Linked DNA regions of Hordeum vulgare: regions 2 and 3 are each linked to region 1. The links are chromatin contacts, called in public Hi-C maps. All regions are on one chromosome and are shown on one strand. The core of a region is the stretch at or near the end of the contact, and the rest is flanking DNA. Distances in the headings are between cores, read along the strand shown.

What was found. A called contact is a pair of places that touch in the nucleus more often than the background predicts.
Region 2: a Hi-C map of seedling shows a contact between it and region 1, with 6 times the contacts expected there. The contact joins the promoter of LOC123429772 here to the promoter of LOC123425492 in region 1. A contact is called at or near these places in 3 of 6 Hi-C or Micro-C datasets (leaf and seedling) and 1 of 1 datasets of contacts at active chromatin or transcription factors (embryo).
Region 3: a Hi-C map of seedling shows a contact between it and region 1, with 4 times the contacts expected there. The contact joins the enhancer-like site here to the promoter of LOC123425492 in region 1. A contact is called at or near these places in 1 of 6 Hi-C or Micro-C datasets (seedling) and 1 of 1 datasets of contacts at active chromatin or transcription factors (embryo).

Annotation. Positions count from the first base shown.
Region 1 is chr2H:125,380,725-125,384,059 of MorexV3_pseudomolecules_assembly, forward strand. LOC123425492 (interferon-related developmental regulator 2-like) reads right to left here and starts at 1,901. Exons shown (of 13, transcript XM_045109190.1): 1 at 1,431-1,901; 2 at 1,130-1,307; 3 at 366-446; 4 at 6-88. The coding sequence starts at 1,440. It also overlaps the pseudogene LOC123425827.
Region 2 is chr2H:126,229,791-126,233,024 of MorexV3_pseudomolecules_assembly, forward strand. LOC123429772 (BTB/POZ domain-containing protein At3g49900) reads right to left here and starts at 1,516. Exons shown (of 4, transcript XM_045113770.1): 1 at 1,051-1,516; 2 at 845-917. The coding sequence starts at 1,268.
Region 3 is chr2H:126,351,255-126,354,693 of MorexV3_pseudomolecules_assembly, forward strand. It overlaps the pseudogene LOC123429773. Among protein-coding and RNA genes, the nearest start is that of LOC123429772, 120 kb to the left of the region's middle. Within about 2 kb of position 1,312, at least 3 of the 3 cell types and tissues checked have open chromatin away from gene starts, as enhancers often do. A contact at or near this core is called in seedling, where this site is marked.

The sequences.
Region 1 (3,335 bases), core at 651-3,150:
CCAACCAATGGCACGAGATGCCAGGCAAGCCTCCTTGATAGATCCCTTCTTGATCGAAGTATTGAATAGACTCAGTAGAGTGGCATATCTTCAGAAGAGAAAATAAATTTGGTAACAACATTAAAAAGTGGATTAAGGTTAGTGATTAAACACTTCACATCTCTAGTTAAGGGTGAGCCACCATAATGACAGAGAATGTAAAATGATAAAGGTTGGTGATAAAATGTTGAGCTTGAGATGTGGAGTGTTTTTGTTCATATGAAATATGCAAATGTCCAGTATGTCTATCGCTAACATGAAGTTACTACTTACTACTAACTCCACGTGCAACAATTAAGATTGGTTAGTTGAATGTAGTAACTTACTTGTTCTCAACAAGACCATCAAGCATAAAACTTTCGAAAGCATCAACCAACGAAGCCAACGCTGCCTCTCTTGTAGACCCCCTGCTCCAATATAAATAATACTGCATTGAGTACACTAAATAAAACCAACATGCTTACTTATACGTTTTACATAACAGTGCTGATGCAATGGGTAGAATGTCCGATTAACCAAAACATAAGTTAAACTTTGTAGACACAGGCATACTCTTATTTATTACTCCCTCCGTACCATAATGTAAGACGTTTTTGCAAGCTAGTTTAGCTTGCAAAAATGTCTTATATTATGGGACGGAGTAGTACTTATTAGAAGTCAAATTTCATAAACGAGCTACCTATGACAGCCTTCCCGAGTAGAACTTGCCATAACTTTGTAACATAACACAATGACCCAGAAGGTAATAATAACATGAGCTACAGGATAATGCATTTTTTCAATCTTCATAGCTTAAGTTCTTGTAGACATAGTCCAAGCTACTAAGTTCTTGCAAAACCCAACAGGTAAAGGAGAGGGTCTAGTCCAACATGAAGCCATGTAGCATGGTATATCAAATGTCATGTTAACAACATCATCCTAATCTATCCACAGAATCAACATTTGTCAGCCAACAAGGACCAGCTGCGAAACCATCATTCTACTCTATTGTGATGCTATTACACCACACCAGTAACGACACATTCCTTTGCATAGCACAAGACTGCTGCTGCAGTGACGACATAAATAAAGAAATGCTAGAGAACCCCACCTCTTCTCGTAGAGAGCGTCGATGTACTTGTCGAGAACAAACTCGTGCGAGTTGACGTTCTCGGTGGCGTACGAGATGGAGAGATCTGAGAGCGCGGTGGACGACGATCCCACGCTGTCGGCGTCGCTGCTGTCCAGAAGGTCGTCCCCTCCGGCGCCGCGGACCTTGCTCTTCTTACCTGAAGAAGAAGAATAAGACAAGCCCCCCAAAACCAATCAGAATCAGCACCCCAAAAGCCAAATCAACCCACCCAGCAGGAAAGAGAGCAAAAAAACAAGCAGCCAGCGAAACAAAGACTTACTCTTCCCCATGGCGAGGCCGGCCGGGCAGCAGGAAACCGGAATCACGAAACGGACGAGAATCGCAGCAAGAAGGAACCAGCGGCGCCGCGCAAGCAGCCGCGCAGCGGGAGTCGGTCAGGGGTCAGGACACGGCGCACGCGGAGCACCAATCAGGAGCGGGCGCGGGCGGAATCGAGATGCGCGGCGCGCGGCTGAGGACAAGGGCCGGAGAAGCAGAAGCAGAAGCAGGGGTTGTTCTTGAGGGTTTCGGAGTCGGATTGGCCGTGGAGACGCCGAGCTGCCATGTAGTAGCGAGGGCGCGGGGTCGGGGATGGGGAGGGGCTGGCCGGGCCGTGGTCTCCGGTTCTCTCTTTGGGCTTGGCGGTGGAGGGACGGAGGCGGACGGGGAGGAGGGAGGCGGCTTCGGCCGTGCGGGGTGGGGAACGGGGCAAATATAAACGAGCGGTGGAGGGCGGAAGAGAGAGACGGGGTCCGTCCGAGTTGGGAACTAGGGCACGGTACTACTACTACCTTCGATCGATAGCTTTTCTTCCTCGGCTCCGTTTGCTTGTCCGTCTTTTCTTTTTCTCGTTTTGTATTTGTATAGGAGTACAAGTAGTACTTTTTTACCTCGTGAAACGAAAACACAGTATATAACTTGAGGGCGACATGAAGGCTATACTGTAAAGCAAAGTCGGGCCACTTTGACCGGAAAAGCGTTGGTGTGAAGATACAAGACTTGGCACTAATTCGCAATATAAGTCACGCTACCGTGTTTTTAATTTTATACCTAAGTCAAGTGGGATAGCGTGTTTAAATAGATACCCAGAAAAATAGAGCGTTGAACCACACCCCTTCTGTGTTAAATGGCTCACCGGCTAGGCGTGCGTGATCGTTGGCCGTCGAACAAACAAGCAAACTTATGCCGGATCAGCTACAGAAATTGCACGTACCCTTGCATGGCATCTGATGAGAATTTTCAGGGGTGCGATGAGCGAGATGCCGCTAGTCCAGAACTGCTCACCGGATATTCTCTCCGCACGGTTCAGCTCGCCCCTGGCGCTTTCTGGCGAGCGCGCAGGCAACGGGCCTCGGGCGCCCACGTCTTCAATCAAAGTCTCAAACCGAGTGGCGCCGTGGCAACCCGCGAGTGGCGCCGAGCCCCCACCGCGGCGCGTCGGCTATCCGAGGACATGTGTTGCGGTGACACGGGGACGGGGGCCGCTTCTGTGAGGTGTACGCCGCTCGCTGCGCGGTGCCGACCTGCCGTTCGCTCGCAGCAAAGGCTGCAGCCTGCAGGACCGCTCAAGGTGGGATCCCGCCACGTTGGAGACCGACGCGCTCGACGGCAGCTGCTCGAGGCTTCTGTCGGAGCCAGAGCTGGTCAAACAAACCGGACCAAACAGGCCAGCCCCCAGAGCATGCCGACACGACCCGTCATGAATCAGGCACGGCACGCGGTACGTCTTGAATCGTGTCTGATGTTTTTTTTTTGAAAAAGTTATTTTAAACCTTGAATTTGTAAAGGTTGGACGAAATCTTTACTATTAAAGGATCTGTCGTCTGTGGTGATGGTTCGACCTCCCTTTCCCTCGCACGAGTTCCCCTCCCACCTATCGACCCCTCGCACGATTGCTTCGTCAAATCTTTTTATCGCAACCCACCCAAGCCCGGTATTCTCCTAACCTCTAGCTCCGGATCTCCTCACCCTCGTGATGGTAGCCCACGATCTCCCGTGTACGCCGCCCGCTTCCAACCCATCGGGTCATAGGGAAGCAGTTTCGTCGCCCACTGATCATCCCTTCTCTTCCCCCTTCTTTCAATCTATCCTCTCGTGCCTCCTACGTGCCTTATGGCCACCGCCTCACCATCATGGCCGCCAACACGCGTACAATATCTTTGGCTCCATCCACGCATCCCAGCCT
Region 2 (3,234 bases), core at 266-2,765, 850 kb after region 1:
CGTCCATCAATTATTGCCTGTTAGAACGCCATTGGTAGCTGTTGATCGTGGGGGCAGAGGCTCTGGCATTTGTCTACTTGGGGCACTTTTTGCCATGACGAAAATTTAAGCTAATCCAGAGGTTACTGAACTGTTTCCTGCAGGAATTTTACGCGAATTCGGGGAAGAATCCCATAATCCAAATGAGCATCTTATGTGGATCCCATTGTTCAGTGTGGTGCTACAGTGATAGTATTGGCCGACACCTAACAGGGAGAAGGGTACGCCCAAAGAATTCTCAGTGCAAGGTTGAAACTAAGAGCCAAGTTACCCGCAATCCCGCATTGTTATCTTTTTGAAAGTCCCATGGTGAACCTGCTATGGGCACTGCCAGGAGTACGCGGTAACTATTTTGTCAGTTACTCCTCGTTCCTTAGACCGTCACAAGAAACGTCTGACGACGTGGGCGTGGACTGCGCTATCATCTCTGCGCTGCGCACGTATCCAGCAGGGTTCGTATTGATTTGCCATAAATTAAAAAAATTCCTACTAACGGAAAACATGCAGCTGCAGCACGGTCTATACATTATTTTTCCCTATTGGTTAAAAGAAAATTGGCAGGAGTTACTAGTGCAGGAGACTAGGAGAAGTCGGTTCCGTTTTGCTCAGGTCTAGATGCCATAGGAGATCCCAAGGAAACGCTTGGCATGTGGTAAAAATCGACTAATATGGCAGTTTCGAAGAAGAAAGAAGTAATTCATCATCACTGCCGTCGATTTTTAACTGGGGTGGTGAATTTCTCTCTGAAGTGTTGGATCGTTCAAGAAAAGAAGGAAATGGACAGGCCAATGTTGGTATGTCTTACCCTGTGCAGATGGAAGCAGTGTTCTTGGACACGCACGATCACGTCCGGCTTGCGCAATCCATTCTCCCGCGACCTAATTGAAACACGGAGGCAAGAAACCGATCTCCAGTCAGTCAGATGATGCCGAATTCTAAACACCGCGTACGTCCTAGGATTCAAGGACAGATCACAACGAACTGAACTGTGACATTGACTGACACACATACCATCCTTGCACCGCGTTCCTGAGCGCCGGCGGGAGGGAGGAGGCGGACGGAGCCGCGGGCGAGCACGACGCCGACGTGGGCGCCGAGGAGGACATGGTGGGCGAGTTGAAGCAGTCCTCCGTTTCCTCCTCCTCCTCCTCCTCGTCTTCCTCCTCTTGGTCGTCCTCGTAGATGGTGTCGACGACGCCGAGCTCTTGCCAACTCCTGCCCATCTCCATGCCTGTTGGATCCTACTCCTTCTCGATCTCCGACTTCTTGTCCTATCTACCGCTACTACGACCCCTGTCCCTGTGGAGGAGGAGCGACGGCTGCCGCTGCGGCTCTTGTAGTCCTAGTACCGGGCGATGCCATTAGGGAGCCGGGTGTTGAATCGGGATGGCAATGAATGCGTGCATGTGGCTGGTAAATGCGGTGGCACCCCCCGCGTCCCCGATCGAGCGCTGTCCTTCGGTCTGCACCACTGCTCCTGCTCGTGTTTGTTTTGTTTTGTTTTGTTTTCGTCCTCCGTGGGGGTAAGGGGGTCGATCGTGGTCGTGGATGCAGCCCAGTCCATTTGTGTGAAGCCTGAGATTAACTGAAGTGGTTGCCGACACGGGTCTCGGGCCGTCCGATGGTGCAATGGATGGCCCAACTTGTCGCCCGCCACGAAGACACCAACGAATAAGGGGCCAACCATGGCTCGACCGACCGGTAGCTTCAAAATTTTCGTGTAAAAATTAAGTTACCCTTATCAAGAGTGTTACTGTTCGCACACGAACGCGTCATCGTGTACACCTGACACCGATCACGATATACACGATATGTTGTTGGAGGAGTCTTGTCGGGAGCACAATACACAGGACACGCCAACAAGGTCTTTTGAAGATCCGAATACCCACATGTCTGGAAAGGACGCCGTCAAGGTGCACGACAGTTATGGGATGCTCTAAGCTGACCTGGTCATCTCTTGGGCCTCTTTTTTTTTTGTTTTTTCATAACAGAGGCTCAAGACGAATCTAACTTTGAATGCACGAAGACATCAACTGGCCAGAAACTCTAGGGACTCCCGCATCACTGTCGTCAACCCCGAAGAACAACCAAGAATGAGGAAGGTAAAAACCAAGGTAAAGAAGAAAATGTAAAAGAAAACTCCTGTCGGCCGACCGATACCGACGCGGTGGCGTCTTTGGGTGCCGCCGAACCTTTCTGGAGGGCGTCAGGTCTACCCTTCCTCGCGCCTCGTCGTGTATTGGGGGAAACCCTTGGTAGCAACGTCGTCATCGTCGCAGTCCTTTTTGGATGTGTTGATTGGTACCGGCGCTTCGGAGTCGTGGAGCTTGGTGGAAGATCCTTGGTGGGCGCAGCGGTCGCGAGGCTTCTTCGTTTTTGTCGAAGTGTCAGTTTCGGCATTTGTTTATTTTGTATTTCCTTTTTCAATTATTTTGGGTGTGACTATGCTCCTTCCGCCCTAGCACCTATCAATGAATGTCTCGGTTGGTTGCTTTGTAATATAAAGTGGGGAAAACCCCTTTTCCGTGAGCTCCGGACTAAACCCGAAGGCTCAGGGATGCAAAATGGATAGAGTAACCCTCTTGTTCCAATTTTGCAGGGCGCATATGTTGTCAGATCACGATGGTGCAAAAAGCAGACTTGTTCTTCTCCAAGAGGTGAATAATTTTCATGTTCAACACTTCTCCATCGGAGGTCATCTTGAGATTGCACTAGTGCTCGTAAATCTGTAAAATATATTCAAAAGTCAATTTTCCCCATGAAAATGTGCCAACCTTCTGTTAAGGTCCGACGATTCCATGGAGGCTCTCGGGTGCAGAGGGTCCGGCCCAGCCCTCCGGATCCAAACTAATTTTTCTACAACCCAGTTTTGGATGTAACATTTGCACACGATTTAGGATTGAGTGATTAAAAAAAAATTGTTCACCTCGATGAGATAAAGCCTTTTTATTTTAAACACTTTTTCATTGCAGGTCAAGGTTATCATTCAAGCCAAACAATGGTGTGAACACAACCCCTATCTTTTGGTGAAGCTAGCGTGTCAAACAATAACTTGCACTGAGTTTGTACTAAGCACGATGTCAACACTCCATGGCTATTTTGTAGTGTTACGGGCTATAAGTATATATCACTTATGTTTATGATTAGGACGATAAGTACTTGTTGGCCATTTGAATTAGAAATTTTTTCTTTTGC
Region 3 (3,439 bases), core at 62-2,561, 970 kb after region 1:
TTTAGCTCAAATTCTTACCACAGCCCCTCCTAGTCCCCCTTTACTTCTAGTAACTTTGCCATGGCCCCTGGTCAATTATTGGAGGGTAACTTCCTCTCTTTACCTCTCCTTTTTACAATCTCAACACCTCTTTTACCCTCTTACAATATTTTTGTTCAAGACAATCCCCCCACATCCATCCAGATCACCTCTAGAATGCTAATGCAGTATTTCAAACAAAGATATGGCATGCTCATGTGAAAATATGAGAAGCCCATCCGAAACTTGATTTTTGGCAAAATTGTAGCCTTGAACTGCAAGTGCTAGATACTCTCACCCTCCTAGAATTAAAACTTGGTGTACTTGCAGCCTTTCCATACCTAATCCCCCTAGACAAGGTCTCATCCCCTATGCCCAACAGTAAAACCACTTTTGAGAGAGCCCAAGTTTGTTGCTACAAACTTAACCAGAGATGAAACCCAGCCTAAGCAGTATCATACGATACCAAACTCCTACATCACTCTCGTGCACGCATGCCTTGCATGCCAAACATCTTTGACAAACCAAAAGGCTACTGTGGACAGGTGTGGGCATGGTGACCATGCTGCTCGCATGCACTAACGGTGCTGTGTGCCTTGTCCTTGTCTCGTAGCTCATGGCAGGGTGCAGCCAGATGCCCACATGCGCCACAGAGCCTCCCTCGAGCTGCCACATCTCCCCTACACCAGCAAGCCTCCAAGGTGGACTTGACGCGTGTGCTCGCCGCATCAGAATGCACCCGAGGCAGACCCAAGCTCCCCTTCGTCGCTCCCCCTCCATTTGGCCCTGCTCGAGTCCCCTCTCGGCCACTTCACTCCCTCTCCCTCCTAATGGCCTCCCGGACCTCCCCATTCTCTATCCCGAGCCCTGCGTCCATCCCCGTGCCCGTAGCTTCTCCGCCAACCGCAGCTCAAATCCGAGGCCGCGGTTTCTCCCTTCCCCCTCTAGTCCATGTTGGAGTCCCCTCAGAGTCGTGTCCCTCCTCCCCCTCGGCCCCATCTCCTCTTCCCTTGGTTGTGCCCCCCTATCCAAGTTCGTCGTCGCTGCCACCCGCTTGCCGTCGCTGGCGTTGTTCTGGTGGTCCTCGACGTCCGTAGGGTGTGGGAATGCATGCGCTGCATCCCCCCACGCCCGAGGATGGCTAGGCTAGCACCGGAGGAGGCCAGTGCCGCCGGGGCAAGCGCCAGGCGCCGCTCACCTCTGCCTCCCCTGCACCATCTCCATTCGAGCAGGGGAGGAAGAAGACTCTGACCGTCGGGGCTCGGGCACCAGCGACCCAGCGGGTCGGGCCCACTCATAAGTGGAGACGGGTTCCCCTCCTCGTCGCCTCCCCGCATAGGATTAGTAAAGCCCGAAGGTGCCTCCTGCGTGGCCCCTTTTGCTCACTTCCCCGGGCAACTGGACCGTCCCAGTTCGCTGCAACACTAAGTTGCGCCCACTGCGTGTCTTAGGCCCGCCTAGGTAATTGGCTTTTCTTTTTTCTTATTTTCTAGAGAGAGTAATTAAATCCTAGCAAATTCATATGGCATCCAAATTTGATGATTCAAATTTCTAGGAGCTTCTAAAATCCTTTCCTATCCAGATATGTATATTGCACATTTTTCGAAAGAACCATTCCGTAGTGTTAATATTCAAATCCAAATTGGAGTATTTCAAATCCCACCTTGCAAAATCCCTAGAAAATCTAAATCAACTCCAAATGGAGCGATTCCAATTTCCAGAGACTTAGAATATCATGCTATATTTTTCTAGCTTTAGTCAACATTTTTCTCTGGCATTGTGTCTCCTGGATCAAATAGATAGCACCTATTTCCATTTATTTCATGTTACAAAATCCATAGGAAATCCATACCAACTCCAAATCCAATGAAACCACTTCCTAAATGTTTCTAAATTCATGCCCTATTAAATGAGTGCCTCCACTCATTTTTATGAAAATATTTTCTGTATACTTCTTGTGGGGCCAGTGATGCCTCCACTTCCTCCGTTCAAAAATCTCTAGTGATCCGAATCTCTTAGAACAAGGTTTAGGTTTTTTTCTTATGACCAAAGATGTCCAAGAAAAATAAAAAATCTATTTAAAGAAAACTTTTTTTTTGCTTGTTGTGTGGCTTATCATGGTTGTTTCTCGCGATAGTAGACGGAGTAGATTAAGTGCTCGAAGTGGGAGGAGAAGCGTTAGAATACATCAAAGACCTTGCTGAACCAGGCAAGCAGCCCTCGACCATGTATGAGAAAATACTTTTGTGCATGTCATATGAAGCATTTATTTCCGATGCATAAGACTATTTTGGATCGGCAACTACCTCGGTGAGGTGTTACCGGTAGTTCCTTTTGACACTTGCACTTGGGCATAACCCAACCATCTATGAGGGTTGTGCGGGTGCGTGTAGTTAGGTTGCTAGTAATGCTACACATGGGAATGGGTGCATGGGTGCATGCATGGTGGCGGTAAAAGGAAAGGTGACTTAAAACGTTTTTTTAAAAACCCCGTCGGGTGCCACTAATGCCTAAGGGAGATGGTGTGAGAAGAGTGACCACTTGAGAAAGAAGTGGTGTACCGAGAAAGGTTTTATGTGTGCATTTCGGAAATGGGATTGGATTTAAGATTTTTCGACCGTCCCAACCTTACATGTGCGACCACAATACCCATTATGGGACGGGGCATTGTTAATTACTTTGGTCGATGCTTGCAGAGAGCCCTTTACTAGTGGTGGGAGTGCCGTGGCTACTCTCGAGACGCAGTTGTGCGAGGTAGGGCGACCATAAGCTGTTTTTACACGCACTGGACACACCGTTGTGTGTCCTCATGGATGGTACAATCTAGAGCGAGGCTCGTATGATGTACATCATGAGGTATGGCACCAACGAGTGGACTCTTTGTTTAGGGTCGCCAGAGGAAAGGCATTGTTGGGGTGCTTACCTCGGGTATGTTGTATACCGCGAGTCATGGATGACACGATAGTTCCCTGAGTCTCGTGGGTACAACGTGCAAGCCTGTGCAGAGTGTAAAACTATTCGAATACCTGTGTCCACGGTCAAGGACAGTTGGGTAATCCTGCTTAAACTATGTCCAGTTGTTTCCGAATAAACAAAGTGTGTGTGTGGGAGAGTATGTGAAAAATATGATGATATGGGAAATATGATACTTGAGCTAAGTCATGTGACTTGGCATCATGGGTGAACCAGGGTCGTTGAACCCTCTGTTCGTATTGATATATGTAACCTGTTCACTCGGTTACCGCTATGCCTTGTGATGCATGTCGCACAAGAATTTGATCATGTTATTGCATCAGGAAAAAAAATCTGCTTTTCGCAAAAATGGCATACCACTGTTATGTCATGTTTCATTATTACCTTGTTCCACTTCATGGTTGCCCATGAGTACATTGAAAGTACTCATTGGCTTGCCACTGGTTAT